Regions from separate parts of the Mus musculus genome. Here regions 2, 3, 4 and 5 are each linked to region 1. Evidence: chromatin contacts called from public HiChIP or PLAC-seq, Micro-C and promoter capture Hi-C data. All regions are on one chromosome and are shown on one strand. Each heading gives the region's core, a stretch centred on a gene start, on an enhancer-like site or on the middle of the called end of the contact. The rest is flanking DNA. Distances are from core to core; before and after follow the strand shown.

Region 1 (2,700 bases), core at 54-2,553:
AAACATACACCTGCCTGATTCCTGAGGTGGGGACAGGAGAAAAAGTAAAAGGAACTCACATTTCCGTGATGTTCTCCGGGTCAACGCTGTTAGGTTCCAACCTCGGGAATGCCACGATGCCTGGAGAAGGCTCAGTACACCAAATCCTAGCGGAACTGCATTTGCAGGACGTCGGGCAGGCGAGAGAGGCCCTCCAGAAGCCCAAGACCAGCAGGCATAAGCCCCAGAGCCGCGCCATGGCGGGTCCATGCCACTTCAGCCAGGGCGACATCCCGAGCTGCCAGTGCCAGTCAGTCGGAGTGCGTGTCCCTACGCTGAGCCAGGCGTCCCCCGCCGGAGGGGGGAGGCCTTCCCTGCGCCCTCTTGCTGCTTGGTGCTGGTGGCCTCCCGCGGAGTGGAGCGTACCAGAGGCTGAGCCTGTCGGTGCTGGGGCTGAGCAGGTTGGCGCTGACCAAATGGTTCACAGTGGCTGGGACATCGCGGGCCGCTGCTCCGAGCCACAAGGCGGCTGCATAGTCCTATACGCCAGGCACCACTCGGTGGATCTCCCTGGACTCTTTGGGTCGCAGAACCGCTAAACCGGCACGAATATCGATATCGGTGCGCACCTCAGGGCTGAGGACAAACAGACATGGATGAGACTAATAGACCCCACACACCACCAACTGGGACACAGTCCCTCCGCGCTCTCCTCACCCTGAACCCCAAGCCTGGAGAATGAATGTCTGAGTGCCCAGCTCCCGCCCCGCCATCAACTTGCCCCTTAGTGCCCCCCCCCCGTGTGCCCGCCCTCCCTTCAAGCCTGAGGCCGAGGCATGAGAAGTCGGTAACGGGTCTTTGAGAGCAGATTCCATGGCATAGGCCAAGCCAAGGACCCTCCAAAGAGGCTGCGGCAGCGCTGGGGCCCCAATGATGCTGCAGAATCCTCCCCGGCCGCTGGGCGCGGGGGGAGAGGGGAGGTGGGCAGGTGGCGCGGCACATCCCACCTGGGGAGCAACTGCGGTAGCAGGACAGTGCCGGCCCAGGCCACCGAGGACTGTCCGCGCGGCTTCCCCGGCCTCCCGTAGCAAGCGCAGGGAGCAGAGCGCTGCAGAAGCAGCAACAGCAGCTGAAGCAGCGACTGGGCTCTAACCGGCGGCCGCCGCCGCCGCCGCCTCTGCTACTGCTGGCGAAGTGACGTGAGGGCTGACGCAGAGCAGGGGCAGAAACTCCAGAAAATTAGTATGAAATCCAAAAACACACACGCTCACACACGCGCGCGCGCACACACACGCACACACGCATAGCATAGCACCCTCCAGACAAAAGCAAGGCGGAGGGGAGGGAATCTGGGGGCGAGCGGGGAGGAGGAGGCTTGGTGCCAGCGGCCAGGCGCAGACAGCAGCATGTGGGAGTTCACACTCGCGCGCACGCACACACCTTGGCGGGGTAGCTGTGCGGGTGTGCATGTGTGCGCGTGTGCGTGTGTGTGCCCCCTTTAGACCCCGGTACATCTAAAATGCAGCGATGCTTCCTTGGTCCCTAATTCTTACATCTCTTCCACATCGCAGTACAGACTAGCTCCCCCTTTTTTAAATGGAAGCCCTGTTTGGTTAGGCTCTGAAAAAAATGCTCTGATTCGTATTGTAGGAATCCTCCCTTTTCCTTTTCCTTTCCCTCTCCCTCCCCGCCGCGTTCTTCTTTCTCACCATGCTCATAGGGGAAAGCAAGCTATTTCCAAAATATAGGGAAGACAAGCTACACCCCGTACAAAAATAAATATATAGCGCTGTACGTTAGTAACCAAGGACCATTGCCGGGTTCCGGACTACCTATTTAGGGGTGGATGGTTCCAAAGCTCTCCTGATGGGGTTTCTGCCAAGAGAGAAGTGTAGACAGCCTGCAGACACAAGTGTAGCTCTGATGGATCTTTCTCCTGCCGTTTGCGCCACAGAGAGAGCCCTGCGTGGGAAGGGAGCGCGCCGGCCGCGCTGTGGGTTCCCTAAATGCTTTGCACCGACCCTGGCCTGTGGAATGGATGGCTCCGCATCATCTTCTCTTATTCCTTAACCTGGCAGGATGCAGCCATTTGAGGATCACAGCTTCACTCCCCGCGACACCCACCCGCACGCGGAGCACCCAAGCCCCTGTCCCCTGCCCTGCCGTACCTTGCGCGTGTTCGTGTGCGCGCGTGCATGTGCGCCAACGTGTACCCTGCACCCGCGCTGCCCGAGGCAGGATGTGCTTCCAGCTACCGAGAGGCCGGGCTCCGGCAGCGCCCTAGAGTCTCAGTGGGGACACGTGAGATGATTCCGGAGGGTCGAGTGACAAACGTGCGGGTGCAGTTAAATGGTCGCTGCGGGCCATTCGCGAGCCTGATCTGAGCCTCCTCTCACCATTTGTAGCTGCGACCGCCCGCACATCCGCAGTCATTTAAAAGGGAATCTGGTAGATGCGCCGCAGTGCCTGACACTTTCGAGGGCTCTGGTGCCCCCGCGTGGGGAGAAGAAACCCAGCACGCTCCGGTACCTCGGGCCATTGCTACCACCGCATTAGGAACTGCGCTACCGGCGCACTGCAGCTCCAGATGCGCAACCGCCGCGCTGTGTGCACATTGCTACCCAGGCAGTGCGCCTCTCACCAGATCCCTACAATCTCCTGCCTCTGAAGTCCTCCACGCACCACAAGACAATGCGCTGGAGTCCAATTTAAGACATAAGA
Region 2 (2,700 bases), core at 8-2,507, 750 kb before region 1:
TTGTGTGTTTGCAATAACTTCAAAGCCAATGACGCTGTGGGTTACCCGGCTGTATGGGCCAATCTTCTGAGCCTTTGTTCTGACCATTAACCATACTTTGCTAAAGAGGAATTCAATTTATATGTATTTCTAGATTGCAAGTTGATTTAGAAACACGTTCTTTGAATAATGTCTCATGAATTTTGAACTACTAAATGTTCTTAGACAATCGTTTTCATTTTGGGGAGTTTGTGGTGGAGAGTGGTTTAAAGGTATTTTAAATACTTGAATCTATCATTATGTGCACATGTGTTATAGGTATGGGGAAAACCAACATTTATAAAATGGCAGTCTTTTGTTCCTCTCAGTAAAGACATCTGCCAAGAGCAAGTAGCATGAAGCACTGTTTCACACCTTGAATACGTTTTTTGAATTACCTCCACAAACCTGCTTGAACGAAACATAAGAACAAAATAAAAACCCCACAGGGCTCAGTTTAGTCCCCTATCATGCTGTGATAATTTTACATCCCTTACCAACCACCATAAACAGGGAGCATGGTCGATGCTCCTTAAAAAGGCAAATGATGTCTTTATTAACAATGTATCTCAGAGTATTTAAACACAGTCAAAACACAAGCATGCTCCCTACTTCTCCCCCACTGTTTTTTGCCTTTAGCTTCTGCACCAAGGTTTTCCATAACATCGTTTTGAAATGAATGGGCATGACATTTTGTTCGCAGTACCATCAGATAATCTCATTTACCTGGATAAATGGGCCATGCGCCACAGCCTTCACAGCCTGTTCTGGGTCAACTTGGGGTCAGGAAGGACTAGCCTCACTGTTTCCCAAGGTTTGATGGGATTTGGGAGCTACGCCCCCGGTTGGGAAGGAAAAAAGAAGGCGATTTGATGAACGTGTCGATCTGCTAGCGGGCTAACACGTTTACACTGGCCCACGACCCACAGGAACCCAAAGGTAAGGGCGCGCACCGCCGGTTGCCCACGCCAGAGTGGAGTCCTTTCCCTACTCCGCCCCACCCTGCCCCGCCCGCCCCGCCCCGCCCCTCCTCGCCCCGCCCCGCCTCTTGGTACCCACCCGACCTTGCGCACGCGCAGCTTGTCTTCCCTCCAGGCGTGCCGCCCCCGCCGGCGGGCACGCGCCCCGCGGGCCCCCCCCCCCCCCGACGTCCCGCCCTTCCCTGGAAGCGCCCTTCCCCCACGCGCACGCGCCCTACCGGGCGCACGCGAGCCGGCCCTCGGAGCCGTGAGTTGGGCGGGGCGCCGCGCTGACGTTGCCCGGGATGCGGGCATGTTCCGCGGCCGTCTTCGCCGCCTCCGCCTCTCCTGCCACCCGGGTTTGTATGAAAACGGCGGGCCGCGGGCGGCGGACGGCGGGAGAAGGGCGGCGGGCGGCGAGGAACCGCCGTGCGCCCCGGGAGTCCCGGGCGCGGAGGCCGAGCGCAGCGCCCAAGCCGAGCCGGTGAGCGTCCCCGCCGCCCGCGCGTCCCGCTCGCCGGCTCCCGGCGGCTCCTCGGTTCACTTGGCGGAGGCGAAGCGCGCTGCCAGGCGGCGAGGCGGGCAGTCGAGCGAGCCGGGGCGGTCGTCGCCCCGTGCACTCTCCTCCGCGCTCCGCTGCCCGCCACTCCCTGGCCTCCGCCCTGCCGCGCCCCGGGACCCTTTGATTGGCTGCTCCCTGACAGTTTAGCGCCGTGGACGGCAGTTTCAACACCTCCCCGGGTGGTCGGGGTGGACGTTGACTGTGTATGCTGGTCCGTGGATGATGCAGGTCTCGCACGGCGTGTGAGGTAACGACGGCGATCCCGCTGGCATGGCAGGCTGTCTGTGGCAAGCCCTCTCCAGGTGTTCGGAATGGTAACGGTGCCCATCAGGTACCCGGCAGTTCGCAGTCCACAGAGTCGAGTGGCTCTCCCGAGCGCTCGCTCTTCCTTGGCCAGCTTCTGACTTATTCTCACAGTTCTCCTTGCTTCCCTGAGAGAGGAAGTTATTTTTGTAATTGTGTTTTGGAAATGTTTCTGGTTTCGTTGGCTGCAGAAGAAATGATTTATTTAAGGCACTTTGAACGGTACGGATTTTAAAACAGGCCAGATGTCAAAACCAAAGTCCTGGAGATCTGTAATCAGATCCCTCTAATGGGCCGCACTTTGGCGATGCCTTAGTCCACCCGAGTTTCTCCTGGTTTGCTTGGTTTCTCGTTCTCCCGAGTCACATTCTACAATGGAGTTACACTGTCATTTTGAATGACCATAGAGTTTTGCCTTGAATTGATGGATCAGTGTTTAAAATTGTAATCTCTGTTGGACTCTGAAACAGACCCCTTATGTGTTTGACCAACATGACATAAATGTCAAATATATTAACGTAATTTAACCTTCTGTGGTATTTTTAGTTTCTTAAGATTTATACGCATATGCATATGTATATATACATATGTGTGTGTGCCTGTGTGTGCATGTGTGTGTGCACCATGTGTGTACCTGAGGAGGTCAGAAGAATGTGTCAGATTCACTGGAATTGGAGTTACATATGGTTGTGAGCCACCATGTGGATGCTTGGAATCAGACCCACCCAGGTTCTCCGAAAGAACGGCCCTTAATCATTGAGCCATCTCTCCAGCCCAGTGGTAGCAATTTTTAAATAAAGGTTTTCCAATTGATTTGGCTCAAGGGTTACCCCTTATTTCTTTTACATGTGTGTATAG
Region 3 (2,761 bases), core at 25-2,524, 660 kb before region 1:
ACCTTATTAGCAGTTGGAATCTTCGCTCGATATTCTGTGTATTCCAGTATCTTTGAACTCAGGCATGCAGGAGCTGTGATTTTTTTTTTTTTTTTTTTTTTTTGAGGAGTCCTGTTGCAGGTGTTTTCTAGCCAGGTTTCTCTGTTGCACTTGGAGATCTGTTGGTTTGGATGTATCTTCTGGTTTCTGGGGTGGGGATCGTTTATTGAGCATTTTACCCTTGAAGGCTAAATCTCACCCATGGAGACAAAAGCCAGTTGCCATCTTGGTAACAGCATACAGTAAGAAATTATTTAGTATAAGTGTGGAAATAGTAAATGAATGGAATAGGAGGAGACAGGTGGGCAAAGAGGAGAAGCAAGGTTAAAGACAGGAAATAGGCTGAGAGTAGAAATTAGCAAGAGATTAGAAAGATAAAGGAAACAGGAGGGGCTTCTCAATTACAGGAGATTTAAAAATCAAAAGTAGATAAGTGTAAGAAGCAATAGGAAACACAGAGTTGAAGTCAGCGCTGCAGAGTATAGGGAAAGGATGGCAGAGGAGAGTGGGGAGAAGCCAGACGGGAGGGCCCATGGATGGGACCAGCAGTGAAACAGTTAAAGGTAGTGGAGTGTGTGCGTGCCACTCCTGTGTACATGCAGCGGAGTGTGTGCATGCCATTCCTGGGTATATGCAGTGGAGTGTGTGCGTGCCGCTCCTGTGTACATACAGTGAATGTGTGCATGTTGCTCCTGGGTACATATAGTGGAGTATGTGGGTGTTGCTGCTCCTGGGTACATAGAAGGGCAGGGCTTGCAAGAAGGCAAAGGAAGATGACAAGGGTAAGAATTGCTGCTGTTGGAGCCACTTGTGCCTGTTTTCTTACGAACTGCAGATTGCCAGGTCCATGAGTAGAAGCAGAAGTTGAACAGTACACGCCTGTCTTTTCATGTGGTTTTTGCTGCTGTTGCGTCTGTATTAGATGAATGCTGGCCCCTAGAGCTATCCTCGCTGTGGCAGTGTTCCTTCTTGTTGAACCAGGGGCCGCTGCTGGCAACATTTAGCTTTGCATCTTCGAAAGGGAAGGCTCTCAGCCTCCTGAGGCTTCCAAATCCTGTTGGTTTTTTGGGGGTGGGAGGCGATGGTGGATGATGGCTGTTTTAGTTCAGTAGTATCTTTTAAATGCCTCAGGAATGTGTGGATCAGTCACAGCACTGGGACCTGTGCCCTCAGACTTTGAGGACTTCTGAGTACTACCCACGCTGCCAAGGGCTGCTGCTGTAGCCAGGAAGTACTCCCTGGAACGCCTCCAGCTTTCTATCACTGAGCAGCACAGCCTGGCTGCACTTGCTGTCCCGGGACTCAGAGCTATCAAATGCCAGGTTATTCTCAGTTGATGCTGTGCTTCTGGGCACTGATTGTGCTGCTCTCTCTCCTTGTGTATGCACTTGCCAACCTGCCCCTGGCCTCTGCTGCCTGCTGCCTGTCCCCTTCAGCCATCCATTCTCCCTCCTGTCCACACATCTTCTCTGCTTCCTCACTTGTGGCTGGTTGTTGGTCTCAGGTCCAGGGGTAGCTCAGTTTTAAAAGTCAGATTTGGCCTTAGGAGGCTTTAGCTGCTACCCCCTGAATCTCATGTTGTGACATGTGACTTCTAGGCACCGCTGACTGTTTGACAAAGGAATCAGCATCTTATCAAAACCCATGACTAGAGTTGAGGGTTGAGGGCCATGGGCATACCCCAAGGGCAGGACACTTCTGTACCCTCAGCCTGCCAGGGACCATTTCCTGACTGAGTCTTTCTCTGCCTTCTGCTTCTCACCTTTCTTCCTGGTCTTTTCAGTGCCCTTCCCCTCACATACTTTGTAGATTTCCAGAGGCGTCTCTGTGGGATGCTGTCTCTGTCTCTTAGGGGCTCACACATAGGTAACCTCTAGTCTTAATCTTCCTGGAATCCTGTGATTTAGTACCTTATATGTTATTTTCTGTTTATAAAAGCCAGCTGTTAATTTCAAAATCTTTTCTGTTATCGTTTATAGTGACTATAGTGTTAATGATTTATTCCTATTGCTTAGAATTTGTATGAACATTTTACGTTTTATTTATGAGTATTAATGGTAGGTCCTGTTCTGCAGGCTTTAACCTACTGTGTGGCCGCAGAAAGGCAGCAGTGGTATGTTGCCTATTTCACCCCAGAGTACGTATGTTCCTGTGAGACTCAAGCCCAGGGCACAGCACAGACACAGCCAGGGTGCTGTGGCACTGCCACGGGGCTTCACACAGTGTCTGTCCTCACCAGTCGTGCATTCCAGAGAGGGAGAGGGGGAGTAGGGTTAGCATGCTGGTTTTCATTCCTAAAGGTGATGCTCTTAAGAGTTTATTTAAACGTTTTGTGAATATTTCCTCATGAAAGCATTTTCATGTTCGTTTACATTAGTTAAATATTTTAACAGCCGTTTGAGAGTGTAATGACTGTGTCTGTACAGCTGAGGTAGGATCACATTCATTGTAAGTGTTGAGTAGGAGATAAAGAGTTGTAGCGCTCTCGGGTTAAGCGACACCTTGAGGATTTATCAATTCGAGCATTAACTATAAATCCTTCCCCAAATGGGTTTTTATTTCTTATTAAATTGATGGGTCTTTTAAATGAAATGACTAAAAGAGACAGCTCAATTGGCTTGATATTAACTGCATTTATTTGGTAATATATGAATGTGAAGATTCAAAATCTTATTTTGGCAACAGAGGTTTGTTTTAATTTATCCTAAAGTTACAAAAGTAA
Region 4 (2,798 bases), core at 105-2,604, 700 kb before region 1:
GGCAGACATGGTGCTGGAGAAGGAGCTGAGAATTCTACATCTTGACCTGAAGGCAGCAGAACATATATACTTGGGCATGCAAAACACTCATATACACGAATTAAAAGCAAGCCTTTTAAAAACTGTTGGAATACTACCTAAAGGACACACTGTCCTTTCCGTAGTCTGGGATACTGGAAGATGCATCTTAGTACTACAGAGCTGTTATCCCCACCGCCAGTGGGGTCTCAGGTGAGAGAGGGCTCCTGTGATGTTAGGATGCAGACCGTGAGGAGCTGGGGTTTGAACCTGACACATGCCGTGGAACTGGCAGGTTCACAGCTATGAATTAACCTCAGGTAAGAGCAGGGGTTGAAATGCTGTGGGGTTTTTGTTGTTGTTTTTATTTTGTTTCAGGGCACTTGGGAGTGGTGGAAGCCATACTTTTCACATTAATCTTCTCGAGTTCCCATCAAAGTACAAGACTTTAATGATAAACATTAAAGTATGTTTTGTTCACATCTCATGGTTCTAATTAAAAACCCCTGTGATGATCAAGAGCATAAAGAGTGAGGAGTGAGGGAGATGGGAACAGGGACTGATTGGGCTGCAGGAAAAGTGTTTGTGCATGTGTGCACATGTCCAAGAACGGCATTTGGGAGTTGATTAGATATGCCACCTCTTATGGTCCTTTACCTGAGAACACATGCCAAACCTGCAGCACAGTGTCAGCTTCCTGCCAGCTTGACACTGTGTGCTGTCCAGCTTATCTCTGGCTGCTGTGATGGCCTCTGTGGGGTTCAGTTTATCCTGTGATGGCCTCTGTGGAGTCAGTTTGTCCTGTGATGGCCTCTGTGGAGTCAGTTTGTCCTGTGATGGCCTCTGTGGAGTCAGTTTGTCCTGTGATGGCCTCTGTGGAGTCAGTTTGTCCTGTGATGGCCTCTGTGGGTTGTTTACCCTCTGCTACAGAGTCTACCCTCAGATGCTGCATTTCCATGTCTTTTACTTGGTCCATTCATTTGAAGCATTTCCACAGATTTCTTGGCTCTTGACATTGATGTCTTTGAAAAATAGTTCTTGGTGTCCATTCTTTCACTGAGTTAAAATTGCTCACATATTGTCTATTTTGCCTTAGCAAAACATTGATAATTACGAGAAAAAGTAGCACTTACTGAACATGGAACCATGTGCCAAGCCAGACTCTTCATGCACAGTAACCATCTGGTCCTCACAGTATTGGAGACACAGCACAGGGGCCAGTAAGCAAGGGCTTGGTAGTGTGGAGAGGGAGGGCACACTCATCACTGTGGCTCTGCTGTGTGCTCTGAGACAGGTCCTCTTTACGCCACGATGCAGAGCAGCCTCTGGCCTGTGTGGGGCTGGCTCCACACAGCGTCCCACAGGGATGGCTGTGCTGCAGTGGGAGAAGCAAGGCTGCTCAGCTGTGCTTGGCTTCCACACTGCCTCCCTCACTGTGTGAGTCAGTGTTTTTCCTGTAGGGAGTTTAGTCCAGGTTCTTTAGGTTCTAAACAACTACCTCCAGGGAGCCATAAAGGTCCACAGGCTATTCCTTCCTTGTTGTTCAGTGCCATCGCTAACAGTGAGCTAGCTGGATGCTTAGACAGGGTTTCTGTGTAGTCCTGGCTGTCCTGGAACTTGCTTTGTAGATCAGGCTGTCCTTTAACTCAGAAATCCTGTTGGCCTCTGCCTCCTGAGTGCTGGAATTAAAGGCTTTTCTAGTGAGAAAATATATCTTTGTAAAGTATTTTTTGCTTTAGATGATTATATGTTAAACAAGAAAATTAATACATTATTTGTTCATAGATTAAATATAAATACTTAGGTGAAATTGTATACTCATAAGTTAGTAATTACATTGTAATAATATATATGTAAATAAAGCCAATCTTTTATTCATAGAAATAACAAAACTTATTTATTGATTATATAAATGAAAGCAAATTCCTGAATATAAAATGTTGAAAAATATCTTTTTTTTAAGAATACTAGTTAATGCTCATATATGGACAGATACTACATATGAAGGATTTAAGGACAGTAAGATAAATTTGCTTTGGGGTTGAAAACAAGTAGTTTATTTTAATTGTAGATAAATAGGAAATTAAAAATGGGTTCCCATTTGAGAATTAGTATCTGGTATCCCTTTCTCCTTTCCCATCCATGAAGGTCAGAGTTTGTTAAGGATGTTGGGAGCCCTGCGGGTCCTAGGTGAAGTAACACTCTCCACACATGCTCTCCAGCCAGGGGCATATCTGCTCTTCCAGCCAGGGCTGCAGATTGTAGGCCAGAATGGATCACTGGCACGTCTCTTCTGTATGAGGATGTATTTGCTTTCTCTTCCCTCAGAGGTGCTGTTGGGGGCTTGTTCAGCTTGTTAGTCTCTTGCCCCTGCAGGCTAGCGTGGGCAGTGATGGTGGGCTGTGCACAGGTCCTGTTGATCATAGAGTGTGAGCCCTGCAGGCAGTGATGGTGGGCTGTGCACAGGTCCTGTTGATCGTGGAGTGTGAACATGTGTCTTGTCTCTACTAAAGCTTCATCCTGCCCTATAATGTCGACCTTGGAACCGCTCCATTTCCTTTTACCTTTCAGGTTGTCTGTTTCTGAGCTTCTTACCGCTGGTGTGCACCAGTCCCCACCCTTAGTCCTGTAGTATCATCTAGATTGGCTCAGGTGGTAGAGTTAGTGCATGCCAGGCAATGGGACATGCTGTGATGCTACCTTCTTTGTTATGTATAAATGTTTTTCAATTTAATTTTCTTGAGTTTTCTTTTAGAGTAGAACAATAGGGACATTGTGGA
Region 5 (2,700 bases), core at 195-2,694, 620 kb before region 1:
TGGTGCCTGCACATAGAAGGCCTCAGTTAAAATCTACCAGAGGCTACTGTTCTTCACTGCACCACACTGTGCAGCCTGGGAGACTCCTTGGTTGTGGCCAAAGATGGAATCAAGGACCCTGCCCCTCCAGGGGTGGGAGACATGTCAGAAGGAAGTACAGGAGAGTGTCAAAGCTAGAAGACAGACCTCTTGCATGATCAGCTTGCTTTTTCTGAGCTGTAGGGGTTTTTTCCCTTTTCTTTCCTGTCTGGTGGAATCAGAATAGTATTATTCTGGCTGGCTGCTGTACAGTCCTGGATGTACCCTGCGCATAACAAACCATCACAGTACACTTTAGTTCCTGCACTTAGCCGATCTGACCTGAGCACAAAGCTATGCAGAGAAGGGCACCCTGGATTCAGCATCCTGAGACCTGGTGATTTCCTTCTTAGCCCCAGTCTTGCCCTGGTTATCATCCTTGTTTAAAAGTCATCTTGTCTACCACACAGGTAACCACAGTGTGAGGCTGGGGCTCATGTGTAAGACCTCAGCTAAGGAACATGGGTGGCCACGGGGATTCAGCTGGGGGAAGCAGCCGTCCCTTTCTGCAGACATGCAGAATGGTGCCATCACAGCTGGCCACTGCTGGGTAAGGGGTAAAGAATACGTGGTTTATGCACAAGATGCGTAAAATTAAGCCATAAACAGCTTTGATAAAAGGTTGGACGAAATTACCCTGCATGAGTGGACAATGTGGCTCTGAGAAAATATGGGTTATTAATAAGTGAAAATTGAAGCACAAGACATGGGTATGAATTATCGGTCAGGAAGACTCCAGAAGAACCCAAACCAATACAGGCTATTGCTGCTGTCCTTGGCTACTCAGTATAAATATAGTAAGATCCAATTTCTGAGAACATCAGTCATTTTGAACGCTAGTCGGGAAGCAAGGCAGTAGGCAGCCATGGAGGCCAGAACAGCGGAAAGCACACATCTCTGGTTGCAAACAGGAAGCAGAGAAAGTTGAGCTGGGGATGGTGGGATGCTTTAAGCTTCACAGTCAGCCCCCAGTGACACAGATCCTCCAGGATGGAATACCTTCCAAGCCTCCCCAGGCAGCAGTGCCAACTGGAGAGCAAGAATTCAAATACCCAAGAATATGGGGGCATCTCATTTAAACCACCCCAGCTGCCGAACCACCGTTTGCCTTTTTTTTTTTAATTTTTTTAATTAGGTATTTTCCTCGTTTACATTTTCAATGCTATCCCAAAGGTCCCCCATACCCACCCACCCCCAATCCCCTACTCACCCACTCCCCCTTTTTGGCCCTGGCATTCCCCTGTACTGGGGCATCTAAAGTTGGCAAGTCCAATGGGCGAGGTGGAGGTCTCACTACATTCCTCTCATTGTCCTAGAATTCTTGGGCTTACACAAACCCTTTCTCTCAGCCTGTGGAGGAGCTCCAGGGCCCTGCCCCTGACACTGGCGGCACAGCTAGTTTCAACTTGAATCTCAGAGGGCCTGAACAATGCTCAGACCACACAGAAGCTGTGAACGCTTGCCCTTCAATTACTGTGCTTTGGACTTGCTGGCAAAAGGTGACCCTGGTTACCATTCCATTCTTAAATCAATTTTAGCATCACACAATTTCACACTAGCAGCCCCCGAATTGTGACACCGGGATTGGACTCTACTTTCAGAAGTTGTTTCAAATGCTCTCACTTGCAGAATCTTTTTCTCTTCTTTATTAATTCAAAGTGGCTCTTCCGAGTGTTCCCTAAAGGTAGCTTCTATATAAACACGTCCTTGTGGACCTGTGTCCTTGGGGTTGCTCTGCTGGCCACAGGTGCTAGCAGAGATACCAGTAGCTCCAGTAGACAGGAGTGTCACCTGAGCTGCACAGCACGGCTTCCATCCTGCCGAGCCAGAATTCCCTTTACCTTGTGCTTCAGTTTATTGTCAGCGCCAACAAAGCTGCCTTGAAGCTTTTTTTTTTTTTTTTTTTTTTTTTTTTTTTTTTGTGGTTGCACCTGCTGGAGCTTGGCTGTGAGGTTTTGGATGACTGGTACACTCAGTCTCTACAGGCACCATCTCCCGCTCAGCAGCCTTCCTGGCTCTCCCCATCCCAAAGCTCCACAACAGGTAACCCACTGGCTTGGAAGGTGCTTCATCCTTCCTGTTCATGTAGGCCCACAGTCGAGTCTTGCCTGCATCTGCCCATTCCATGTCCTTGCCTTTCGGGGAGGATGGGGGGCGGTGGCTTGTGTCTCCTGGACCAATCCCCTTCCAATGGCGGATCTGAGGCATAACTCCTTCAGCCGTCCTTTCACAAGCTGCTTTCCTGTCTATCCAGTTTCTCAGAGACACGGTTGTTGAGACAACTTTCTCTCTGCAGGTATGGTCTTTAAGGGCTCTACTCCTTTGACAGTCAGGCACGTATCAGGTTACATGACAAGGTCCCATAGGGTATGAGGGGGCGAGGGGATGCAAGGCCAGCTAGATTCCTAGGCAGAAGAAGTCTCTGGGGGTGGGAGGGCATAGTGAAGTCTACTGGTTCTCATGACTTTGACCTTGGTGACCAAGCTAGCTCAGTCAGTCACCAGATTCTCCAGCACAGGAATGAGGATTAAAAAGAAAAAAGACAATTAGACAACATTGTAAGCATGACCCCATTCAGTTCTGAGACTGAAGGCTGGTTTATTTTTTCCCAATCCACTTTTA

Evidence for each region. Promoter capture Hi-C pulls out the DNA fragments that hold promoters and counts their contacts. A called contact is a pair of places that touch in the nucleus more often than the background predicts. HiChIP or PLAC-seq counts read pairs in DNA pulled down with a chosen protein or histone mark.
Region 2: a contact with region 1 is called in a Micro-C map of embryonic stem cells, with 6 times the contacts expected there. The contact joins the promoter of Agtpbp1 here to the promoter of Ntrk2 in region 1. A contact is called at or near these places in 3 of 39 promoter capture datasets (cranial neural crest, frontonasal cranial neural crest and hippocampal neurons), 2 of 484 Hi-C or Micro-C datasets (cerebral cortex and embryonic stem cells) and 2 of 115 datasets of contacts at active chromatin or transcription factors (astrocytes and embryonic stem cells).
Region 3: an H3K4me3 HiChIP or PLAC-seq map of forebrain shows a contact between it and region 1, with 4 times the contacts expected there. The contact joins the enhancer-like site here to the promoter of Ntrk2 in region 1. A contact is called at or near these places in 1 of 39 promoter capture datasets (hippocampal neurons), 1 of 484 Hi-C or Micro-C datasets (embryonic retina) and 7 of 115 datasets of contacts at active chromatin or transcription factors (embryonic basal ganglia, embryonic forebrain, embryonic hindbrain and 4 more).
Region 4: a contact with region 1 is called in a promoter capture Hi-C map of hippocampal neurons, with 5 times the contacts expected there. The contact joins the enhancer-like site here to the promoter of Ntrk2 in region 1. A contact is called at or near these places in 9 of 39 promoter capture datasets (cranial neural crest, embryonic stem cells, frontonasal cranial neural crest and 5 more), 9 of 484 Hi-C or Micro-C datasets (cerebral cortex, cortical neurons, embryonic stem cells and 6 more) and 8 of 115 datasets of contacts at active chromatin or transcription factors (SST interneurons, VIP interneurons, astrocytes and 5 more).
Region 5: a promoter capture Hi-C map of embryonic stem cells shows a contact between it and region 1, with 7 times the contacts expected there. The contact joins the enhancer-like site here to the promoter of Ntrk2 in region 1. A contact is called at or near these places in 8 of 39 promoter capture datasets (cranial neural crest, embryonic stem cells, frontonasal cranial neural crest and 4 more), 4 of 484 Hi-C or Micro-C datasets (cerebral cortex, cortical neurons, frontal cortex and 1 more), 9 of 115 datasets of contacts at active chromatin or transcription factors (SST interneurons, embryonic basal ganglia, embryonic forebrain and 5 more) and 2 of 9 other capture datasets (embryonic stem cells and liver).

The regions. Positions count from the first base shown.
Region 1 is chr13:58,806,300-58,808,999 of GRCm38.p6, reverse strand. Ntrk2 (neurotrophic tyrosine kinase, receptor, type 2) reads right to left here and starts at 1,303. Exons shown (of 18, transcript NM_001025074.2): 1 at 987-1,303; 2 at 60-615. The coding sequence starts at 271.
Region 2 is chr13:59,555,859-59,558,558 of GRCm38.p6, reverse strand. Agtpbp1 (ATP/GTP binding protein 1) reads left to right here and starts at 1,257. Exons shown (of 26, transcript NM_001377097.1): 1 at 1,257-1,461.
Region 3 is chr13:59,466,349-59,469,109 of GRCm38.p6, reverse strand. The region is part of intron 22 of Agtpbp1 (ATP/GTP binding protein 1); the gene reads left to right. Among named protein-coding and RNA genes, the nearest start is that of Gm34788, 50 kb to the right of the region's middle. Within about 2 kb of position 1,274, at least 78 of the 459 cell types and tissues checked have an H3K27ac peak or open chromatin away from gene starts, as enhancers often do. A contact at or near this core is called in forebrain, where this site is marked.
Region 4 is chr13:59,504,562-59,507,359 of GRCm38.p6, reverse strand. All of the region lies in intron 12 of Agtpbp1 (ATP/GTP binding protein 1), which reads left to right. Among named protein-coding and RNA genes, the nearest start is that of Agtpbp1, 51 kb to the left of the region's middle. Within about 2 kb of position 1,354, at least 27 of the 459 cell types and tissues checked have an H3K27ac peak or open chromatin away from gene starts, as enhancers often do. A contact at or near this core is called in SST interneurons, VIP interneurons, cerebral cortex and 3 more, where this site is marked.
Region 5 is chr13:59,422,840-59,425,539 of GRCm38.p6, reverse strand. No RefSeq gene overlaps it. Among named protein-coding and RNA genes, the nearest start is that of Gm34788, 6.9 kb to the right of the region's middle. Within about 2 kb of position 1,444, at least 1 of the 459 cell types and tissues checked has an H3K27ac peak or open chromatin away from gene starts, as enhancers often do. A contact at or near this core is called in embryonic stem cells, where this site is marked.